Regions from separate parts of the Zea mays genome. Here region 2 is linked to region 1. Evidence: chromatin contacts called from public Hi-C data. All regions are on one chromosome and are shown on one strand. Each heading gives the region's core, a stretch centred on a gene start, on an enhancer-like site or on the middle of the called end of the contact. The rest is flanking DNA. Distances are from core to core; before and after follow the strand shown.

Region 1 (2,700 bases), core at 19-2,518:
TCGGTTATTAAATAAATATTTTGGGGGAGGCTTTCCCCAGGAGTCCTTAAGACAGCGTTTTGAACCACTTAACAGAAAAAGGTAGCTGAGATGAGAATACCCATTTGTAAAAAATTTCAGGCTATGCATCAGTTAGATTAGAAAGTTGTAATCTGTACATGTCCCTGAGTACCTCAGAGAAAAAAGGCAGGGAGAAGTACATAGCATCTCCAACTAACTGAGACATTATATGAATCTATAAACCATGGATCTCATGGATCTAAACATTGAAGAGGTTTGTACTTTGTAGCCAAATTTTTACTTACGAATGGCATATACAGTCGCAGAAGTCCTTGTGGTTCACAGGCAAACAATTCGTATGTCACCCATTCCTTTGTCAGCGTGTTTGTCAGAGATATTATGCAATTGTTTGTCTATATTGTACTTGTAACAAACTCGGGTATTATTTGACATTACTCAAGGAAGCCGAAAAGCATGGAATGTGTCTTGAAGAAGTGAATGGAACGAGAACAACCATCTCAAATCTTGGAGGAGTCATATTTGACATTACCCTGAAATGACACTCTGACCTTTGACTCGCCTTTGTCAAAATGCTTGGGTGGTTATTTGTCAAAATGCGGGTAATTCGAAGTTCCGCATTATGGTGAGCTGGAGATGTGGCAGTTGTATTGTATCTCTGTAGAGGAGGAAGCACTCACTACCTCGCTGTCACAGTAAGAACACTACCCAGTGATGGTTTTTGATTGATATGCCGATTTGGTGTGGCCTTCTACTGTTTGACCACTTCATCCTTTTAGCTAATATAAGATATAACAATCGTCAATTCACTAGCAGTGATGTTACAACTTTCTCAGACTATCTATCGGTGAGATGACCAGACTCTGGAAGTTGTGGCAAAGAGTTGCCGAAAGCAGCGGCATCATGTATGAGTTGCAGATGCTCGTCTGAATTCTGAAAAAGGCTCTGGATTACCATGAGCTCGTGCTTGATGCAGTACCATGTTACATGTAAAACACTAATCGAACAGAAACCATCAGCAACCCACCAATTTTCCGCCTTGTTCTCTAGCCTGTTCTTGGTTCTTTGCTACATCGATCTGTAAGCTTGCCGAGACAGCTTGTCAAGACCTCCCTGACGCAACCTTGTCACTTGGGCGTCGGGACACAGTTTTATCGGCTTTCCTGGACGCAGCCTGAAACCAGATGGACATGTTCTGTATGGATCAGAGCTGTCAGTGATGCATGCATTGCAGTGCTTTAGCTGCAGTTTGAACAGGCCTGAACAACGTCGAAATTTATGGAGCGATGATGCAAGGTCTATATCCCGGAACTGCCAGGTGTTGTTGACACATAACTCTAGTGTTCATGATCATCGGGAATAACATACCACTAGGTTGGTATTACTAGATCTCATAATAAAATACGAAAATCAAGTATAAACCCGTTCCATCAAACACAGATAATTTTTTATTGATGTCAGTAGTTCGGGAGTCATGTTAGAGACCGTGTAATGTTTCAGTGGACGTAGGGCGTCAATAATAATACGAGTAGCTAGCTCATAGCAAATTTTATTCAGCAAGAATAAGAGACACACACAGATAAAACTATGCAATGTAATTTTGGGTTTAGTTTGTTCTAGTGTGACCGACAGTGCCTCTTACTATGAGGTTCACTGAACATAGAATTGTGCTTTTCAGGATCATACAAGAAAAGGCATCATGGCTGATTAGTTTCTTTTAGCCTCTCCTTTTTTCCAGCGCATCCGATGCTGGGAGGGTGAGGTCAGAGGAAGGAGGATGCCAAGAAAGAGGGATGCATCCATCCAAGCAACTGAAAGGAGGAGGGAAAAAGTGTGCACAAAAAGAAGAGCAAAATTTACTGGAGGGTACTGAGCCTAAAAAGCAAAAGTGAAATGAAAAAAAAGAGGAAGGAAGCAACCGTGAGGTCTCTCATCTTCACCACACACCAGTTGGGTGCCATGGCAAGCAAACAGCCTTCTGCAGCTGCAGCATCGAATTCCATTCCATTGCATTGCATAGTAGGGTTTCAGGTTCCTTCCATTGTTTACTCGCTTTCCATGTCTGGCTGCAGAGATTCCCTTGCGAAAAGCCCAAAACATGTTGCATATAAACACATAGAGAGAGGTTGATTGGTTGGGCAATGATTGGGTGCATACATGAGAGAAGAATTCCATGCCATTACATTATGCAAGGCACATGCCTGCCTCCATAAGACCATAGCAAACATGCATGTTGTTTAGGGTGCAGCACAGTTCTTGCCTGATGATAACAAAGCCATTATCCATGCAATGCATTGTTACGTTGCACGCAGAGTTGTCTCGCCCAATGGCCACACAGCCTCCTCTTACCTTGGGATAACATATACAGGCACATAGAATCCCTGCCTGTACGTACACGCAGTAGCCAGCTACTAGTAGAAGTATGCACCAAACTCTGCTGCCCAAATACCAACTGATTGATCTGACCTGATCAACGACACAGGCGAGATCTTTTGGTTGCTTGTCAATTTATGAGATGTATTAATAACAGGTGACTGGATGAGGTGCCGGTGACACCATCCCTGCTGTTCTATCAGCTCCAGCCCAGCCCAGGCCACCACAACGCATACTTTTTTTGCAGGTGAGGTCGGCATGGACAAAATCCAACTGGCCCCGGCCGGCTCGCCGGCGCCGGCGGCCCGC
Region 2 (2,700 bases), core at 159-2,658, 210 kb before region 1:
TTTCTAAGCCTTGTGGTGCAAGCTACCAGCTTCAATCAGACCATTTTTGAGTGGATTTTTGTCTTGTCGAGTGGGTTTGCTAAAATGCCAACTAATCGATCTTTGTTCCTGATGAACTTCACATTGGTCATGCCACTATATATAGACCCCGAACTAAATGATACTTTAGCTCAATAAACTTACTCTGTGTAGTATTGAATTACCAAAAACAGACTTGTTTTTAACCCTCATAGGTGCTACACTTTCTGCTCCTCTCAATTTTGCTAGCACCTGAGCCAGCGATAATGCTTCACAGGTTGTATTGGATGCCACAAATATACCCAACTTCCCAAGTGGATTATGCCACCACTTTCTACTTCGTTGATTGCCAGGTGGTGAGACTGACAATGAAAAAAAAGATAACTCCTATTGTGCTTTTGAAAGGAAAATGACTTTAACTATTTTCTTTAAATTGATTTTATGCTTGATAACCATCACAACCTAATGGACTAACTAGTTTGACTAGTTGATTGTTTCACAGATGTCAACTGCCCGTAATAACGTAGATTATTTCAGACAAGAGAACTTTTTGGAGAGTTCACCTGTGCGCAGACCGACCGGGCCGACCATCCGCGACAACTTTATTCACCTCGGACAGGAACTATGTTGAAAACTACATTTCTATCACGGACTATCCGAAGGAGAGAAGACCATCATCCAGGACCAAGCGCGGACCGTCCGGCACACAGGCGTAGACCGTCTGCCCGTTGAAATCCAAAAAACGAAGGTGCTAGATTCGATAAAATTAATTTGTAGTGTCCTCATGGACCTTTCGGGGTGCACGATAGGACCGTCCGCGACTGCTTTATCTGATATCTGACAACATATTTAATGAATTTATAGTTGTTGATATAGCCGTCACTGCTGATTGTTGCGATTTCAGCCGTTGATTGAAGGGACAGACCGTCCGGGCCAGGAGATGGAGAATGGATCGTCCGCAAGTGGCGGAAGTGGGCAATGGCTAGGAAGTGGTTGATGATCATAAATATAACTCCAACCACCTATATTCATATCATCTAAGCATTTCTCTCATCCACATTCAATATAAGAGCAAGGACTTCACTCTAAGTCACATTCAAAGTTTTCAAACTTCTCTAAATGCTATAATTATGACTGGTGATCATTAGTGATCGGTGACTTAAAAAGTCTAAACATTAGTAAGCTAGTATTCCTAGCAAACCAGATTTTCTTTTTTGCTTTATAAAGGAGATGTTTGATTTCTAGAGATTAATTTTTAGTCTATCTATTTTATTTTATTTATTTATTTAAATTATCAAATACCGTTCTATATTTAACAATTTAAAGATTAAAATGAAATAGAAACCAAACACGAAAACAGCTTTTCCCTCCGTAAAAATAGCCGCACCCCCTACCCAAACCACCGGCGCGCACGCCAAGCGGTGAAGCAGCATCGGCCATGGAGGAGACCAAGCCAGCGCCAGAGGCCATGCTCCGCTGCGCCAGGGCCGCGCTCCTCCTCGCCTCCCTCCGCCGGCCACGCGCGCCGACGCCGACACAGGATCGCCGCCGGACCTCCTACTCTCCCTCCTCGGCCGCCGCAGCGGTAACTCCCCCTAACCCCTCGTCCTCGCCCGCTATCGGCCCCGCGCATGTTTGCTACGCACGCCGCTCCCCTTCCATCTCTTCGAAATGACCGTGCGCGAGCTTGCGCTGCAGGAGCTCGCGCGGCTCCGGTCCGAGGGGCTCCTCCGCAGCGCCGAGATCGCAGCGGCGCGGCGCGAGGCCGCTGCCCACGCGCGGGTCGCCGGCTCCGAGCTGCTCCTCGTCCTCGCCGTGGCGCCCGCCGTCCTCCTGCTCCTCCTCCTCGGGCTTCTCTAAGCCAGCGGCGGCGTGGGTAGCGCGGGGGCTGGAGTCTGGGGCCGCCTCTCCTCTCCGTGAGTTCAGTTTTGGAGTGCACTAGGTGTTCGATGAAATGCATGTTTGAGTGTGGCGGCGAGTATATAAGCATCAGATTTGTCCCCCTTTTGTTTTGGCTGCATTGCCCTGTGGACAAATGTGGTCTGGGTTTCTGTGCGGTTTGGGCATTCGACGAAAAGCCTGTTCGTGTTTGGTGATTTCATTTCAATTTGATTCCGGTGCTTGTTGCCAACAGAAAGCTGTGCGTCCTGGACTCCGGTCTCCGGGAGATGTTGCATGTTTCGTCGATGCACATTGGTCAGATTCAGAACGGGACGATGCAGCCAAATATATTCCCCGTGAATTGGTCTGACGAAGTAGATTGTGCTGTGCCTGCCCTTGTAGGATTATGTATGGGTTGCTATGGAACGGATGATACTTTGTGGTGCTGGCAGCACAGCAGCATCAGAGTAATGTTTCTCCTCAGTTGAATTCATAGGAACTCGATCGTCGGCCAGGACTCAGGAGCCCAGGATCACCAACCCTACTATAAATGTGCGATGCAATACGCAGACAACACTAGGCGTTTCTTTCTCCCGAGCCCATGACTCTGTGTCGCTCACACTAGTGTATATGTAGACCTGTGTATCTGACGTAACATTAATTCACATAACCCGTCCACCCAGGCTCAGATACGGTTATTTTGAGGCATACAAACTGTCGGGTACCCCAGTACTCCTAAATATGACTGGAGAACATCTTTAAAACAAACTATAAAAACTGGTAAGCACGATTCAAATCAAG

The links. Hi-C and Micro-C count contacts between places; a contact is called where the count stands out from the background.
Region 2: a Hi-C map of ear shows a contact between it and region 1, with 2.2 times the contacts expected there. The contact joins the promoter of LOC100279026 here to the enhancer-like site in region 1. A contact is called at or near these places in 3 of 25 Hi-C or Micro-C datasets (ear and leaf).

The regions. Positions count from the first base shown.
Region 1 is chr2:220,373,714-220,376,413 of Zm-B73-REFERENCE-NAM-5.0, reverse strand. The region is part of intron 3 of LOC103647891 (a long non-coding RNA gene); the gene reads left to right. Among protein-coding and RNA genes, the nearest start is that of LOC103647891, 3.5 kb to the left of the region's middle. Within about 2 kb of position 1,268, at least 8 of the 20 cell types and tissues checked have an H3K27ac peak or open chromatin away from gene starts, as enhancers often do. A contact at or near this core is called in ear, where this site is marked.
Region 2 is chr2:220,585,277-220,587,976 of Zm-B73-REFERENCE-NAM-5.0, reverse strand. It overlaps LOC100279026, which reads left to right and starts at 1,408. Exons shown (of 2, transcript NM_001371669.1): 1 at 1,408-1,603; 2 at 1,717-2,146. The coding sequence starts at 1,457. The coding sequence ends at 1,878.